3 separate regions of the Mus musculus genome follow, and all the other regions are linked to region 1. Evidence: chromatin contacts called from public HiChIP or PLAC-seq data. All regions are on one chromosome and are shown on one strand. Each heading gives the region's core, a stretch centred on a gene start, on an enhancer-like site or on the middle of the called end of the contact. The rest is flanking DNA. Distances are from core to core; before and after follow the strand shown. Region 1 has its middle 11 kb from the start of Vmn1r43. Region 2 overlaps Aldh1l1 (aldehyde dehydrogenase 1 family, member L1). Region 3 has its middle 42 kb from the start of Aldh1l1.

Evidence for each region. HiChIP or PLAC-seq counts read pairs in DNA pulled down with a chosen protein or histone mark.
Region 2: a FOXA1 HiChIP or PLAC-seq map of pancreatic cancer cells shows a contact between it and region 1. The contact joins two enhancer-like sites. A contact is called at or near these places in 1 of 39 promoter capture datasets (embryonic stem cells) and 1 of 115 datasets of contacts at active chromatin or transcription factors (pancreatic cancer cells).
Region 3: a contact with region 1 is called in an HNF4G HiChIP or PLAC-seq map of pancreatic cancer cells. The contact joins two enhancer-like sites. A contact is called at or near these places in 1 of 39 promoter capture datasets (embryonic stem cells) and 2 of 115 datasets of contacts at active chromatin or transcription factors (embryonic stem cells and pancreatic cancer cells).

The regions. Positions count from the first base shown.
Region 1 is chr6:89,858,472-89,861,556 of GRCm38.p6, forward strand. No RefSeq gene overlaps it. Among named protein-coding and RNA genes, the nearest start is that of Vmn1r43, 11 kb to the right of the region's middle. Within about 2 kb of position 1,575, at least 22 of the 459 cell types and tissues checked have an H3K27ac peak or open chromatin away from gene starts, as enhancers often do. A contact at or near this core is called in pancreatic cancer cells, where this site is marked.
Region 2 is chr6:90,559,892-90,562,976 of GRCm38.p6, forward strand. It overlaps Aldh1l1 (aldehyde dehydrogenase 1 family, member L1), which reads left to right. Exons shown (of 23, transcript NM_027406.2): 4 at 1-100; 5 at 2,728-2,829. Among named protein-coding and RNA genes, the nearest start is that of Aldh1l1, 11 kb to the left of the region's middle. Within about 2 kb of position 1,555, at least 85 of the 459 cell types and tissues checked have an H3K27ac peak or open chromatin away from gene starts, as enhancers often do. A contact at or near this core is called in pancreatic cancer cells, where this site is marked.
Region 3 is chr6:90,506,801-90,509,885 of GRCm38.p6, forward strand. No RefSeq gene overlaps it. Among named protein-coding and RNA genes, the nearest start is that of Aldh1l1, 42 kb to the right of the region's middle. Within about 2 kb of position 1,486, at least 159 of the 459 cell types and tissues checked have an H3K27ac peak or open chromatin away from gene starts, as enhancers often do. A contact at or near this core is called in pancreatic cancer cells, where this site is marked.

The DNA.
Region 1 (3,085 bases), core at 325-2,824:
ACTTGTCTCCTTCCATCATCCAAGGTTTGATTTATTTCCTTTTTTTAAAAAACCCTAAAATCCTGTGCTATTCAAGTATGAACAATGACTTTTCCAGGTCTGGAATGTCTGTTTACCATTGACACATTTCTGTGAATTGGTCTCTTAAAACATTGAGTGACACACATACTGTCATTTATATGAAAACACACAGGCCTTAATTTGACAATTCACCTCTAATGTAAAAGCATATTTCAAGCTCATCTCTTTATGGCATCAGCTAATACTAAAATTTATATGTCTGATCTATTATGTACATTCATACATTTGCAGTCACAGGAAACTCTCTCTAGGAGACACAACACTGGAGCTGCCTTTGCAGCTTAGTGCCAGAAGTAAGCATGGTGCTGGCAGCATCTTCAGCAAGAACTTTGCTTTCCCAGGAGAGTCTGAGAACAAGAATCATATGTGTAAAGAGTGGAATTCAATTGGTGTGCAAGACATGTTTGTCACAATGTTTTATTATTGATAATTATATTCCGGTATATTTATATTCTCATCATTATTTGATATAGGGGGAATAATTTAAATGTGTGTGTGTGTGCGCGTGCGCACGTGTGTTCATGTCTGTGAATATAGGCACCTATGCATCATCCTATGCATGTAGAGGCCAGATTTCAACCTATTACACTTGTCCTGACTTTCCACTTTGTTTCTGTTGGTTCTCTTGTTATTCTCTACTATGTGGGCCAGGCTAAGTAACACAGAGTTTCTGGGAATTCACTACCCATTTGCCCATAAGAACTCTGGGGGTGAAAGATGCCTGCTACTCTGTGATATGTGGATGCTCAGGTTTTTTTTGTGCAGTGAATACTTTATCCACTGAACCTCAGCGTCACTAGGGATAATGCTGTATCTGTATGAAGATAATATGTCTTTATTATTAGGAAGTACCAAAAACATACAAAAATGCTATTTGAAATCTCTAGTTACTCAATAAGTGCTAGTGAGTGCGTACACATCAAATGTTCCACAAATACACAGATTTATGACACTTGTTTCCCTGCTGAATTAAAAATCTACCCATAAAGCAAAAACAAAAAAATGTCACTTTTTTCTTGAACCTAAAAATGGCATTGCATTTTGTGTGTCTCTGTCTAACTATATTGTCACCCTATATCTGTCAAGTCACATAAAACTTACTTTTCTCTCATTGAGTTATCTTAACTTTGCACAACAAATTCATAGTTTGTCTACATTCCACAGTTGCTGAAATCAACCAGTCATGAGACAAGCAAGCTGAAGCTGAAAGACCCCTGCAGTGGGGAGACCCTCACTCAAGTCTAGGGATATCTCGATGCCCAAGATCTCACAAGAGACGGATCTTGATGCAATCAGCAAGAGGTTTATTCAGGAACTAGTGCACTGGGGACAACTTGTCTACCACACAGGGACAGAGGTGTTTGACCACAAGCTCAAGGGGTAAGAGGTTTATAAAGGCAAAAACTGCAAACACCTGACAATAACTGACAGCATTGGGCAAACTAGCCAGTTTGCATAATGGGTTCAAAGAACGGTCAAGGCATTCTTTTTGTACAAACATTTCCTGGAACAAAGGAGTGGTTGGGTGGAGGAATGTCACCATCTGTTTTGCGGTTAGCATATCCTGGAACATTGGGTCACAAAGTTCACCTTCTCAGGTTCCTGTCTAGGGCCCTTAATTTTTCCACTCTCTATCACAATCTTTCATTCCCCACTTCTTCTTGTAAGTAGTTCTAATCTTAGAACTAGACATCATCTTTTTTCTGATGCTTCTGATCTTTTAAGGTATGATACTGTTGTCTCAAGACTAAAAGCTGCACTGCACTAACTCTTTCTCTAATAAAGACAACTAACCTTTTAAAATCCAGGGATTTATCATAAGAAGCAATAATAGGGTCAATAGTGGTCCCATCAAAGTGGTCATCCATGGAGTTTTATTAAACCAACTTTTAAACCATCCTTGACTGGCGTCTCTTTCTTTCTGCTTTTTATCTAGTCTTTCTCTTAACTTATCCATGGAATCTCTAATTGTTCCTGAGTGATCTACATTAAACAACATTCTTCTTTTAAGGCAGCACATAATCCTCCTTCCTTTAATAACAGCAGGTCTAAACCTCTCCTATTCTGTAACACAACTTCAGACAATGAGGCGACCAACTCCTCTAGCTCTGACAAAGATTGTTCCAAAGCCCTCAAATCTTGATTTATAGCAGACCTAAGTTCATTAAAATAATGGGCATCTAGATCAAAGCAGTGGTATCCGTACCCACCCATGTGGCCACTCCTAGTCCTAAGATGACTGCTAGAGTCAGGGTTACTGGTTTTCTGTGAAACCTGGTAACATGCTTGTCATAGATATTTTTAAGGGTGCTGGCTAGGAGATAGAGTACTCTAAGAACTAACTGAACAAGCACACAATAATCTTTGGAATTATCAAAGATAGCAGTAGATACACAGGGAATTAATCCAGTATTGCAAGCCCATCACTTGTGTAACCCAGGAAACAAGTATCTGGTATCTGATGTCTTATGGCTCTTTAGGGTTTCATTGCAGAGATGTTGATGATTTTGGGGCCGGGTTCCAATGCAAGTGCCAAAGCCAGAAACCTGGGTTAGGGTGATTTTATGATGTTGTCCCCACATGCAGGCCTCATGGGTTGTAGTACTATTAAATCCTCCTAAAACAGCAGTTCCCTCATAATAAGGAGGTCCCGAGGCCAGGCATAGCCAGCAGGACTTGATCAAGTCCAGGCTAGTCTTAATCACACTCAAGGCCCCCTGGACTAAATTTAACAACCTCTGTCCAGTCTGGGGAAAGGTGGTGGCTGTAGGGGCCTCTAGAGGGGCCAAACTAACCTTGGAGGGAGTAGTAAAAGTAGGAGGCAGAGGTGGCCTTCTTGGGGGTAGTGGGGCTGGAGCACTTTGTTCAGCCAACACCTTATTAGGACCCACAGGGTGGGCTAGGAGGCCCTTGACCTTAAGCTGAATCTTGAAAGTGGTTCTAAGATCTCGTTTGGTCAACCTGTCTGGGAAACACCATTTGAGACCCCATGTTCTCCCTCACA
Region 2 (3,085 bases), core at 305-2,804, 700 kb after region 1:
TGGTGACCTTCTGCTGCAGAAGGAGTGTGACGTGCTTCCAGATGACACCGTGAGCACGCTGTACAACCGTTTCCTCTTCCCAGAGGGCATCAAAGGGATGGTAAGACTGAAGGCTGGCCACGCCTGCCCTCCCATCACATACCTGCCCTGACACAGTCTCTAGACTCTTGGCTCCATTGCCCTTCCTGATCGCCACTGGCCAGGCATACACACTCAATTTCAGGACTCGTGAAAGAGGGCACTCACTCTTTAGGACCTCAAAGGGATGGGATGATGAACGTGAAGGAACTGTGGGCAGAGTAGGCAGAGCCCAACTCAAGAGGGTGTTAGCCCAAAAGGCACTTTGGTTGGAGTCATTGACTAGACAAGTCCAGACACAGGGTGGGCCAGGTGTGGTTGAATCCAAAAGCCTCTAAGTCTTTGGATTCTCACGTCTCAATTTGGTCCTTTTTCTGTTTAGTTCATTTTATCCTCAGGTCAGATGTCCTGCATGACATGAAAGATCCTTGACTCCTATGTCTAAGCTTCCATGGGGTGAGAAACCCCATTTCTCCAAGATATATGGCTGAAAGATCAAGGAAGACTCTGATTGGACATTATGGGTCATGTGGTTATGCTGACTCAGTTGTTGGCCTGAGCAACAAGAATACTCTGACTTGTGGGGACTCTATAAACATCAGGGCCTGCAGAGTGTCGATCCAAGAGAAGCAAGAAGGAAATTGGGTTCAGTATGACTCAGTAGCCAGTGTTGGTTCACACTTCATGTTTATTTTAGGCACATTTAAGAACAGCACAATTTGGTGAAAAAAGACTTCCTGGTGATATTTAATTCAATCCTGTGTGTACAATAAAAGCTTAAGACATGACTACAGCGAAGCCCTGCTTTGTAAAGTACATGTGACACCTGTCATAAAGATGGGTTGTGTAGATTGAGTGAGGGAAAACAAGTTCATGATAAGGGTCTGGGGAAGGATGTGGTGTGGTCCCAGCCACATAGATAGCATAGCACAAATGTCACCAGGCTATTTACCATGTCCTTTCCCAGCCTTCTGGGCAGACAACCGGTTATTAAACATCTCTCCATCTAAAGGGACAACCCTGCATGGTTTTTGTTTGGTTGGTTTTTTTAGTTTTTAGAGGCAGGGTTTCTCTGTGTAGCTCTGGCTGTCCTGGAACTCACTCTTTAGAGTAGACTGGCCTCAAGCTCAAGAGATCCACTTGCTCTTGCTTCCTGAGTGCTGGGATTAAAGGTGAGCACTATAACTGCAGGCTAACCCTGCTTGTTTAACATTCCTCATTTCCCTAGTCCTTATCTCTGAACACAAGGACCTCTGCCTCCTACACTGATTGGCTGCTTCGGTGATATGCATCCTGCTGTGATCAATTGGGGAAGATAGCCACTTAATTGCAGTGGTGTTCCAGACTCTCCACTGGGCAGGGCTGTGGAAAGACAAGGAAGGACACAGTGCCCCCAGGAGGTCCTAGTGTGTATATTGTTCCTGTAGGGTAGGCTAGTGAGAGAGGACCAAAGCCCTTGATAATCAGGCCAGGATGTTTTACAGACAAAGAGCCTTGTCACATGGCAGTGAGCAAGGTGTCAGTCACCAGACCACTGCAAGCCCTGAGCCATCTGCCCCTCACCACAGTCTGTTTTCACATCAGCTGCCTTTTTGTCTTTAATGTTTTCACTGTGTGTTAAACAGTAGTGAGCAAAGCTGCCTTGTTGAATACTTAGCCTGAGATGAGAGGACTTCACATTCCACAGCAAATGACTCAGATGGCCATTAGAGACAGAGTATCCAAGGCAACCACTGGTCACATGTGTCTACTTAAATTAATTATAATTAATTTCCGTTCAGGAATTTGGGGATGGGAATCTAGCTCTGTAGTATAGTGATTACTTTGTATGTTTCATCTCCTGCATTATAACACACACACACACACACACACACACACACACACACCTACCTTTGAAGTCCCCAGGAGCTGGCAATTGTACAGGATTGTACAAACACAGCCCATGTTTATCACTATAGTGTATTTCAACAGGCAACCCTCCCTGCATTACAGTTCTGATGCCCTATTTTTTTCTTTAATTTTTTTCTATTTATTTATTTTACATGTGTGAGCATTTGCCTGCTTGTATATATGTGCACCATGGATATTAGAAGAGGGCATCAGATCCCATAGAAGTAGAGTTATAGGAGGTTGTATGCTGTCATGTGAGTGCTGGGAATGGAACCCAGGTCTTCTCACAAGAACACCCAGTGCCCTTAACTACCGAGCCACCTCCCCAGCCCCATGGCATTCTATTTCTTGTCAACAATAGCTCCTTTGGGTCCTCCTCAGGATGGGTTACAGCCTCCTTTTCACTCCTTGATTCAGACCCCAGAGAAGTTACTTTACTACAGATGTCGAAGCCCACATCAGGGCTTGAGAGCTATTCTCCTTCAAGAAGGTTCCAGACAGCAACCCATAGGCTTGTGTGTCTGTTATCCCCAGTGGGGTCTGGTTGTTTCCTCCCCTAGAGATCTAGAGCATCTATAATCTAAGAGGATGTGTTGCTGATGGTCTGTGTGCCATTCCACTCTCCCCAAATCCTGTCACCCATACCCTGTGTCCCTGTGTCCATGCTGTAGGCTTCTCAGGTGCCTGCAGGGTGAGGACCAGGACTGGATGTGGGTGGGACGCTGATGCTGGGGAAGCTGACTGGAGTCTCCTTTGCAGGTTCAGGCTGTGCGACTGATTGCAGAGGGCACAGCCCCACGCCGTCCCCAGCCTGAGGAAGGAGCCACCTATGAGGGCATTCAGAAAAAGGAGACAGCCATGGTGAGTACCAAACCCAGCTACCCAGCATCACCCGTGTCTGGAGTGCAGAAGTGGCTCAGGGAAGCAAGGTTCCACTGATGCTATAGGAACAGCAGTGGAAGGCAGGGTTCCAGCACAGCATCGAAACGTGGAGGGACAAGGTCCCTTCAGGCATCATGTTTTTCCTGTTTCTCTTTAAGTAGAAGAAGCATCACTCCAGGGAGGAAGAATAAGTAGGGCTATGGCGTATATCAGCCTTGGAGCTGGAAGCTCCAGG
Region 3 (3,085 bases), core at 236-2,735, 650 kb after region 1:
AGCGTTCAGGGATCCATCTCCAAGCAAAATATTTTTTCGTGAAGGAGCTTGCTTTACGTCAGTTGGTATTTTGGTCAAGAGTTACAGAATGTACTTCATATCGAGTTAAAAAACACACAGCCTTTAAAACCAAGCCTTTCCCGTGAGCCCAGACTCGAGACTGTTGCTTTTCTCACACCTTGGACACGTAGGAAAATGTGTGCTTAGGGAGATGGCCGGATGCCCGCCTGGGGAAAGTGCCAAGCTGGGTGAATGCTACAGGCAGGGGCTCGGTTTGTTGTTTGCTGGACTTTGAATAGCTGCTAAGAGTCCCTCCAGAGCCTCCAGGCACTGTGGGCCTGTAGAGCCCAAGTCAGGGCAGCTGCCAGCCTTCCCACAGGGGACAGCCCTCCACCGTGCAGGGAGCTGTGTGGATCTGCTCACTGCATGCTTTGGCAGCCTGCTGTGGTTTTGGAATCTCATTTATGATCACGTAGCCCGGTGAGAAAGGTGTGGTTTTGAGAGCTGCAGTGTCATGTGCTTAAAGTCGTTTCTCCAGGTTTCAGGGACAGGACTTGGGTTTGGATCCAGAATAGACTCATAGATCTCGGGGTCCCTTTACTTTCTTAATTAAGCATCGCTGAGGAACTGCGTGAGATGACTTTTCTTTTTGCTGTCCTCATTGTTTGTTTTGTTTTGGGACAGGGTCTCACTTTGTAACTCTGGGTGGCCTGGAGCTCACTATGTAAACCTGGTTGACTTCTCATCCATAAGCCTGCCTCTGTCTCCTGAGTGCAGTGGCTTAAGGGGTGAGTGAAATGTTTTTAAATATGAGTTACACTTGTCAGTACCCAGTGTATTTGCAATAGCAATGGTCTGTGGCATGCATTTAGAATAGGGATGGTGGGAATGCTAATATGCATAGCTTCAAGGTCACCAACATCCTGTCCCTAAGTTAGCACATAGCACAGTTGTTTTGAACAGCTTTGTGGGCACTGTCTTTAGGAAAACACTCATTATCTGTAGGCAATTTGATCTTATCAGTTTTGTCAAAGTTTCTGATTTCCAGCCAAAAGGAAATGCGAACTGGACCCAAGGTGAAGAGCCTCCTTCCCTCCTGTGTCCCTTAATCTTCTGTCTTCTCTTCTGCTTTTATACAGGCATGGAAAAAGAACGGCCACCTGGACTTTATCTCCCAGAGCCTGCACTTGTCTGTCTGTAATAGAAGTGGTGACAGTCCTGCTCCACTTATTTCTGTACCCTGGAGGTGGCACTGGCTATCCCTACCTATCCTGGTCACCCTGGGACTCAGCCACTGCTATGGGACTACCTGAGAGATAGAGAGCCTAGGTTTACCTTCTAGAGTCCCTAAGTCTCAGGCTGTGCACCCAGCCCTTAGGAGAAGGTAACGCCAGCCAGTAGCAGGTGCCCCCGGGGCAGGCTTAAGAGGTGGCCAGTGCCAGGTTGCTCAGTACACAGTTCACGTGCTCCTTGCATTTCAGCCACTGGGGCCTGTGCCAGGGCAAGCAGAACACACAGCCTGGAGTCGCAAGAAGCCCTTCTTTCTTATTCCCTCTTATTAACTAACTTGGGCTTTGCCCCCTCCCTTTCAGGGAATGTTATGAATGGAATGTACAAATTCCAGCCAGAGAGCTCCAGGCCAGGAATGCAGGCCCTGGCGACCTCCCCACCCAGGGTTGCCCTTCAGCCCTTCAGCCTGGGATTGGAGAACAAGTCTCTGCCCTTCTGGTCTGTAACAGATACTTGGGGCAGACACCTGGGAGAGAAGTGAGCCAGGCCAGGAGCCCCCATAGCACCATGGTATGCTATATGGGCCTGGGCCACAGACCATTTACAGTAGGGCACATACAGGGTCTAAGAACACAGCAGGTGATATAATAGACACTCTCAGGCCCACCAACACCATATCCTGCACAAACATTTGCATATGCCAGGGTGTATACTCAGGGTCTTGCACCTACTAACTAGAAGCATGTCATAGACCCTCTGACAGTACGGTGGGGTTCACACCTGCTACAGGCTGTATATCCACATCACAGGGGGGTGTATGTCCAAGGCACAGTGGGCACCCACAGGCATGTACAACAGGAACTCCCCTATAGACAAACCCCACTGCTTGTATCTTCTTAGTGGATAGGTGGGTCCACAGAGGGTCTGATGTCCTGAAATGACAACCCTGCCCCCAGGATGACGGATACTGACTTCTCTCTTTGGCACAGCATTGGGTGTCCAGCCTATCTTCTCAGACCTGAGCCTTTTACTGAGGGTATGTGCAGAGAAAGCTGCGCAGAGAGTGTTGATGGCATGGCCACAGGCTTCCTCCTCAGGTCCTTGGTTTGTGTGTTTGTTTCATAGACTAGAAGTCGTTGCCTAGAGTCGTGGAATGACAACTGAGCCAGCCCCTGGGTCTGACTAGCTGGACTGACCTCCTCCACCCTGGCTCCAGGATGGCTGCTGGCCAGCCCTGGTGTTCACGCCAATTCAGCACCTCTACAGCATACTCCCTGTGGACACTGTGTTCTCCTGCAGGGTATGGAGTAAACACAGGCCTCCTGGCTCCACGGGAGTCAGGGCGTCCTGCCAGGCCTTTCATTCATTCACTCACTCATCCATCCATCTATCCATCCATCCATCCATTCCTCTAGGAATTCTTTACTGAGTGTCTCTGACAGATCAGACATAGCAGGTACTGCATTTAGTTAAGACTTGGTGTGTCTCGGCATCCAGCTTGCAGCTTTATTGTGGTATTACAGCAACTTTAAAACTTCCTATTTTATACACAAATCCTGATTTCCATCTTTTTACTTCCTGCCTGTTCTAGAGTTTGAACCTCGGGGTTTTCTGTGCATTAAATTTGTCTTCTCCCTCTGAGCTGCATCTCCAGCCCCCTCTCTTTTCCTTTAGAAGTGGGCTGGTACCTGCGTTCACACCTTCTAACTCTTCAGAGGTTTATATGGCTGAGCCTCTTTCTCACAAGCTCTCCCATTGGCTCTGCCCCACACCCTTCCCAGCCTCATCAGGATGATACAGTCTTTCCTGTGGGACATTAGAAGTCCTTGCCGGAGGAAAGCCATTGATTCCCTCC